2 separate regions of the Callithrix jacchus genome follow, and region 1 is linked to region 2. The links are chromatin contacts, called in public Hi-C maps. All regions are on one chromosome and are shown on one strand. The core of a region is the stretch at or near the end of the contact, and the rest is flanking DNA. Distances in the headings are between cores, read along the strand shown. Region 1 holds the start of CR1 (complement C3b/C4b receptor 1 (Knops blood group)). Region 2 holds the start of C4BPB (complement component 4 binding protein beta).

Evidence for each region. A called contact is a pair of places that touch in the nucleus more often than the background predicts.
Region 1: a Hi-C map of skeletal muscle shows a contact between it and region 2, with 5 times the contacts expected there. The contact joins the promoter of CR1 here to the promoter of C4BPB in region 2. A contact is called at or near these places in 2 of 3 Hi-C or Micro-C datasets (induced pluripotent stem cells and skeletal muscle).

Annotation. Positions count from the first base shown.
Region 1 is chr19:34,927,845-34,932,114 of calJac240_pri, reverse strand. It overlaps CR1 (complement C3b/C4b receptor 1 (Knops blood group)), which reads right to left and starts at 1,863. Exons shown (of 33, transcript XM_078357041.1): 1 at 1,635-1,863. The coding sequence starts at 1,770.
Region 2 is chr19:34,598,377-34,602,343 of calJac240_pri, reverse strand. C4BPB (complement component 4 binding protein beta) reads right to left here and starts at 1,469. Exons shown (of 7, transcript XM_035281078.3): 1 at 1,191-1,469; 2 at 467-640. The coding sequence starts at 1,248.

The DNA of each region.
Region 1 (4,270 bases), core at 614-3,113, 330 kb before region 2:
TAAGTAACAGAGCCTGGAAAAACTAGAACGCTGGCTTCCTAATAAGTAGATTTCATAAAACTCCACCACCTATTTCTCTATGGATACACATTGGGTACAAAGCTCTTACTCTTACACTTCTTTTAAATACTAAAGGACGTGAACAATGCAAGCGTCCATCAGCATTTTAAAATTTAAATTACTTGAGCAACAAAATTTCTAGGTAGTTTAGGCTGTTTCACATCTGGAGGTTATTGTGATAACATCAGTAAATTTTTTTGTTTGCAATTAACAGTGTCTGGGATTGTTTATAATGGTAACTTAACCAAGGTAAGCAAATTGAAACAACATTCTAGTAAGAAGAGGGCCAGTGCTCACAAGGATGACACAAATTCCTAAGCATGGACAACCGATTGCTTAACTTACTGGGGATGCTTCTCTCCTAAAAATAAAATTGTAAGTTTTATCATATTTCTTCACCTGACAGGGTACTTTCTGGTGTCTAATGAGATCAAATATTAACAACAACTCTTGTGGGAAATTTGGTTTTCTTTTTTTCTTACTCTTTTAGAGAAGAAGGAACACTCAAATAATAAATGCAAAACGTCTAGTTGCAGAGAAGGGTGAACGCTGAGTTGTCAGGAAGAGGCTAGACAAAAACAAATACTGTCCCTTCAAATGACGTGTTTCCAGTGAGTCTAGGCAACCAAAAAGACTTCTGCGGAGCCCCCAAAATAACAATAGAAGGGTTCGAATTGAAGATGTTTACCTACTTGAACTTAAGAAAAAGGAAGAGATGTGGTTTCAGAATTTCCATAGTTATAATAGGCTTTATTTTGTACTAAACACATCACTAAAATGTAAACTGTAAACACATCTATTGTTCCCTTCTACCTGCAGCTGTTACATTGTGTGTTCCCGGGCTTCCCTTGCTCTTCTAACTCCCAAGTGCCTGGCATGGCTCTGTCTTAAAGTAGGCGGTCAGGTGCATGGTGATGATGGCGGTGGTGGCTTGGGGCGAGTGACCAGAACAGTCCCATGCAGGCCACTTTTCAGGCAATACCTGCATCCCTAGGACTCCTTGTCTGAACACCATTGGAAGCGAAGTGAAGAGGTAATGGTTGGAGGATAGAAATGGACTAGGGCAAGGCCCTGAGTTAGACACTCGACAGACTTGATGTCATTGAGGCAGCAACTCTGCAATGCAGAGATCAGTGTCCCCATTTTACAGAAGAGCAAACAGGCTTAGGTGTGCTAACTTGCCACACAGTTAAGTTTCTAGGACCAGAACTCAGGTTTGTCGGATCCCCACGTCCCCTTTCACTAGGATCAACGCCATGCTGGGTTATAGCCAGCCTAGACTATGAATACGTAAGGGCAAGGACCTCCGTGCGGCACCAGCTCAGCATCTGCGCCTTCCTCTGCGCTGGGCACGACTTAAGCTCCTGCACATGGGAACTCCACGCTTACCCAGAAGCAGCGAGAGTCTCCAGTGCGCAGAAGGATCCCAGATCCGCCGCCCTGCCGGGTCTCGCGCTCAGTCCACCCATCGACCTGCTTTCGGACCCAGGCGCGCAGCGCAGAGCGCGAGTTCCCTGTGGCGCCCCGGGTGCCTGGTCCACCCGGGCGCCTCCCCACGCCCGCCCGCGTCTCACCCCAGGCCACTGGCAGCGCGAGCAGCACCACAACCGCCAGCGGGGTTCCTCCGCAGCAGAAGGGGAGACGGGGCGCCGGCGGCTCCATAGGCTCTGGGCTTCTCGCAGAAGAGGCCACCATCCTCCCCAAGCACATCTGGAAAGCAGATTTGATCTCGAAGAAAATTGAAATAGGAAAAGCGCAGCGAAAACAGGAGTGACCAATCGCTGTGCTCCGCGCCCAGAATATGGGGAGGATTGCGGGGTTCCGGGACAAAATGCTTTTTGACCGCTTCCCCTTATGGGCGAGGTCATGTTTACTCCCATTTGCATTGTTTCTAGCGAGTTTCGCTCGCAGAGCCCACCTTGCGGACCCAGGTGCGGCAGCAAAGCGGGACCCTGCTTGGGCTTCCGACGTATCCCACGTGCGAGCCCCTGCGCTTCCAGACAAAGCTGTGGATGACGGCAGCTGTTACATTGTGTAACAGCTCCAAACACCCTGCTAGACGTTTCCTCTTTGCAAGAATGTGTGTGGGACGGTCAGCTAATGAAATGCCTGCTCACTCTCTGTGTCGAAGAAATTCCAGGCGATGTGTACAGTGTAGAGGGAATGTGAAGAACTCATTTCCTTATCTTGAATTGAGATGTTATGCCATTGTAGGATTTTTAAAAAGGGAATCAACATATAAATCTGTGTATAGTATGGAGACTAGATTAGGGCAATAATGGACAGGGGAGACCAGTCAGGGGGCTTTTGCCAACATCCGAGCGAGGTTTGATGGCGGCCCTGACTGAATTTATGAAGTGGACAATTAAAGATATTGGAGATGGAATGAATAGTCGCTCATGTGTTGGATTTTGGTTTCTTCCTTTCTTAAGGTTGGTGGTGAGAAGAAAGCAATCAAGAGTTAGCCCCAGGATTAGAAATGAATGGTGGTGCTACTTATTGTAATAAGAAATATGGATGGAGGAATGGCAGATTTCGGGTAGAGGGTTAAAATGAAGGATGTGTATTCCTCCTATGTCTCTGTGTCCTGTTCCCTTTAACTAGCCTCTCTCCATCTCCCGTTGTCCCTCCCTTCCGCAGCCTCTAGTAACCAGTATTCTACCGTCTCTGTCTATAAGATGAGCCGTGTTGGATTCCACAGATGATTGCTACCACACAGGATTTGTCTTTCTGTGCACATTGATTTCCATTCGGCTTTCTCCCAAGATTCTGGAAGAAACGTCTACTTTGCTCATATCACTTATCACACTGTTTAGTGCATCCAGTGCCATTCTTTTAGGGATTTGCTATCATCCTTTCAAATTGCTGTCAACAGACTAATGGGAGAAGAACAGATTGTAGTAGGCTGAGGAAAAGAGAATAAGAGAAGGCTCAGTTCCCTAGTTTTAGATCACATGCTAGCAGAAGGTGTCAATCCTTACCACTTCTGCTGGTATCCATCTTCTAGTATCTACTTTCTCCCCTTATTCCTTGAAGGTTTTAGCTCCCAGCTCATGGCCACCTTCTCCACTATTACTCCTGCCACAGCTCCTGGTCATTTCAACATTCACAGCAATAGCATTTACAAATCCCTGGCCTTGACCTCTTCTCTGTCTATGGTCTTGTCCTCCACTCTCCTGACACTTATGCTTATGTGCATGCTCTGAAACTTGTCACCTTCACTGCAACCCTCGATGATTTCAATGATCCCACTCTCTAACCACCAATACTACTCTTGTCTTTTACCCCAGTGCCATTGAACTGAATCCAGCAATCTTTGTGTTTCTCAGTGCCTGCAGACCATTGCTCCTACTGCTATCTCTCTCAGCCTCTCATCCCCTTTGTGTCTTCAATTTCATCCCCACCAGGTTAAATTCCATACTCTGTCATTATAATCACCATCTTAAATCCACCTTCAGCTCCCTCACCCCTTTCTTGCTTTATTATAGGCATTAGACAAAACAATCCTGGTTAGAATAAATTCTCCATTATTTTGCTCCCTTACCCGTGAAACTGAATGCGGCTGGAGAAGACACATATTCACCATGACGAGCCTTACTTTAGTGACAAATAATTTCAAATGGACCATTATCCTTCTGCCTGCTATTCCCACTGTTTGTCTAACCCATTTGTTCTCCCATTCTCCTAAATGACTATTGCATATTTTTATGTTGACATCTCTTTCTGACACCATCTCCAACATTCTTAATCTCTGTGAATAGCTTTGCTTCTTTTTTTTAATAGAGAAAATAGAAACAATCAAAGAGATCTACAATTTTCTACCATCACTCCACCCAAATTCTTGTATTTGGCCTATGTAACCTCCTTCTCTCCTGTTAGTGTGCACTGCTTACAGTCCTCTCTAAGGGTGATCTCTCCAGTTGTGCCCTAGAATCAATTTGCTCCCACTCACTCAAGGAAACCAGCAATTCTCACTTTCTCCAGGATTATCATACCCCTCTTTCTGCTGGATTTTACCATCAGCATGCAAACAAATTATTTCTCCAAGTACAGCAGGTATATTTTTCTCTTGTTTTCCCCTGCCATTTAATATTCCTTTTGCTTAGAATACTCTTTGCTTAGGTGTCTCTCTGCATGGGTACTACCTCAGCTCCTTGATTCTTTGGCTCAAATGAGACCTTCTTGAAGGAGCCCTCCTTGGCCACTATTT
Region 2 (3,967 bases), core at 220-2,719:
AATAAAATAATACAATGTACTTCCTTCAAAATAATAAAGTGAGGATATGCATGAAACAAGATTACTCAGGTGTGGACAATTGATGAAATTATGTGACGAGTCTATATGAGTTAATTTGACTCTTCTGTCTGTTGTATACATTTAAAATTTTTCATAACATAAACATTTTTAAACCAATATCAGGTTAAAGAAATTACAGCAAAAAAAAAAAAAAAATAGTACTAGTATCTGGAAGAAATTTCTTTATTTCCCATAGGGTGAATTGATCCTGTTAATTCACCTAAATTAGTACTGATCAAGATCTGATCATGGAGCTTCCAAGAGATGCTCCTTCACTGGTGTGCTTTAAAAGAGGGCTCCTAGAAATTGAGAATTTTTGTTTTCTCATAAAGTTTTACCATGGCCTACAAGAAGTAGGATGTGAAGGAGTAAAACACAGGCAAAGATGTAGCAGGATCTAACTTACAGCAGCACTCAGTGGTGGTGTTATCCCACTCCTTAGAGGCATTGCAGAAAAGGGTCTTCTTTCCTACAAGGTGGTAGCCCTTGATACAAACGTAAGTGCCCAGAATCTGTCCATCCACCTCCTTTGCAACAAATATGCTGTTGTCCACTGGAGGAAGTTCTGGACAGTGCTCTGCTGGAAGGAAAAAGAAAATAAATTCATTTGCCATATCATGTGCTGTCCGAAACCCTTATTAGATTTCCCCATCTTTGTCTCTTTTTGCTGGATTATTGATTCTGATTCTTATAGTCTTCCATGTCCATGTATGTCCATGTCCCTCCCTTCCAGAAGATTTCCAAAGTTTTATTTCCAAAAGAATTAGAGGACTTTTACTCAAATTCAGCCACAAGTTGTCCACTCCTAAACAAATGATTCCCTCCCCAAATAGTGGTCCTGGAGTTTATAACAAGTAAGACCTCATAGGATTTTGAAATTAGTACTCTCTTTGGTCCCAGAACAGAAAAGGAAAGTAAGCAGTAACCACCCACTTCAGAGAGCAGGATCATCATTAAATGTATACTAAACTTCTACTGAGTACAGAACATTAGGATAATGTGAGATTTTTCAATAGAAGAAAGAAATATCATAAATGCAAACTTCCTTAAAGCTCTAGACAGAGTTTCTCATAACCTCACAAATTGACACCAAATGCCTGGTAAACTGAGTTGAGGGAAAGCATACGTACCATTTGAAGCAGAAACCAGCCAGGCAACCACGAGGCAGCATGCACACCAATAAAACATCTGGTGATCAAAGTCCTCACCCCAGGCTGGAATTCACCCAGCCCAGACACCTGGTTTGAATCAAAAAAGATCTAACACGCTTAAGACCAGCCCAACCACCTCCTTTCTAGAGAAGAGGTAATACTGATTTCCCCTCCCTGGAGAAAAAGGAAAAAAAAAATTACAACAGGAAATCTGAACAGCTGTAAGAAAGCTGGCATAGGGAGAGACTGCGAAAATACAAAGGGATGGCAAAAGAGCTGCCAGTTTTAAAACTCAGTTTCAGAAATGTCCTGGTTTCTGGGAATGCAAATCCAGTTGACCAGTCTTTTTGAACCGTGGGTTTATACTTCCCCAACAGACGTGGGCCAAATGGTCTTGCCATGACCTTGACTTCTGTCAATATTTGCCAGTGTTTACAGTCCACCTTCTGTAACTCTGGCCAGCACTGGGGGAAGAGAAGGGGCTGTCAATCCCTGCTACTTTCTCAGATAAGACCCAACTTTGAATGTTACCTCATCCTCCTTTCCTGAATATCAGATATCCTAAGACTGTAAGCAGCACCAAAGACAGAAAGCTCAAGGAAGTGAACTTACCTTACCTGCCTCTGTCCCTCCAGATCTATGACTTCCCAGCAAGAGCTGGTCTTAACTGACTCCACACCTGAGAGCTCCAAAGTCCTGCAGTGACATGTTGTCCTTGCTGGCCGGGCCTGTACCAGGCCTCCTACTTGGTGGCTCTTCCTGTGACAGGATTTGGTCTGAGTCCAGAGTGAACCAAATGAATAGAGGGGTGAGGGGAATGCTTTGGTCTCAGGAGTTAAGGTATGGAAAATTGCTTTGGGGGCTCCCATTGCATCTTGCTCATGGCTGTTATAACACTTGGTTGGTTCTCTGTGCTCTGATTATGAAACTGGGGTAAAATTCCTACAAAATTTCAGGTTTTAACAAAATAACAAAGCATTTAGGACACAGCAAGGTTGCAAATGTTCCTCTCTTCTGAACCCATTATTACTATTTTGTAATGATTAATTTACATCTTTCTCCTGAAAAGAATCAGGATATGCCATCCCCAAATATGCCACTTTGGCATAAAGATTATTTTAAGCTAAAGATATTCGAGATTCAGTGATATGGAAAGGAACAAAGCTTTTTTGGGGGATTCTCTTATCTGACTAAGGGCGGCAACCTTGGAGATAAGGTGGCCGTAATTAATTCCTTTTCAGGGCAGCTCTACTCTAGAAGGGAGAGCATGAGTAAAACATATTTCAAATTCCTTCTCCAGGGAAATGTCATGGCCTTGAAGGAGACAGAAAGAGAAACATTATCACAAACTTTCTTATTTCCTACTTTTCCCCTGAAAACCCTCTTATCTTTCCAAAAAGTAATCTGTTTTCTTTTTTGTTTAAGATGGTGTCTTGGCACAGTGTTGGCTCACTGCAACCTCTGCCTCCCGAGTTCAGGCAATTCTTGTACCTGTCTCCCAAGTAGCTGGGAATACAGGCACGCACTACCACACCTGGCTAATTTTTGTGTTTTTAGTAGAAACAGCATTTCACCATTTTGGCCAAGCTGGTCTCTAACTCCTGCCCTCAAATGATACACCCATTTCGGCCCCCCAAAGTGCTGGGATTCTAGGCATGAGCCACTGCACCTAGCCAGTAATCTCTTTTCTTATAAGTGCCTTTCTTCTCCCCACCTGCACCTATTAAGATGATGTCAAAGTCCCCGATTCTAACCAACTTTTTAAATTACTTACCAACTTTTTAAGTTACTTTCCCACATGTACTCATGTTGCATGTATAAATAGAATTTTCTCCCCTGTTAATCTGTTTTAGCCTAATTTGCAGGTCCCAGCCATTGAATATAATGCAGTAGAGAAAAGGTGTTTTTTTTCCTTTCCTATATTCCCGCATGAAACTGCTAACTCCAGGACAGGTTTGTGTCTGAATTGTCCTTGTATTCTCTTCCACAGTGCTTCATATTGCAAAGCAATTGTCTGTTAAATGAATAAAAGTAATGTAAAAACAAAAGAAAAAAGCAGTCATGCAGAAACTCTACCACAGTCCCCAAAATCCGTATGATCACTTGTCATTGACTGTATGCTGCCTTATAATTTTTTGTCTTATCTTTTCTCAACTAATATGCAAATTTCTGCAGTGTAAGCATCCTCTAAGATACAATTTTCAAAAAGTTAAGAATATGTCACGTAAATATAAGATGGATATGTATCAAAGGTTTAATTCAACTTATTAATTAATGAGGAACCATCCAGATACTACAACTGGCTCAAAGAAGAATTTGAGGAATAGAAATGCAGGGCCGGGCGCGGTGACTCACGGAATCCCAGCACTTTGGGAGGCTGAGGCAGGTGGATCACAAGGTCAAGAGATCGAGACCATCCTGGTCAACATGGTGAAACTCCGTCTCTACTAAAAATACAAAACATTAACTGGGCATGGTGGCACGTGCCTGTAATCCCAGCTACTCAGGAGGCTGAGGCAGGAGAATTGCCTGAACCCAGGAGGCGGAGGTTGCGGTGAGCCGAGATCGCGCCATTGCACTCCAGCCTGGGTAACAAGAGCGAAACTCCGTCTCCAAAAAAAAAAAAAAAAAAAAAAATGCATATAGTCAGGCAGTTGAAAGCATTCTGCAGTGACCTTTCTAATAGATACAAAACTGGTTAATATCCTACAGAGTAACAAACTATAATATTTGCAGTTGGCTTTCTACCTGGTAGA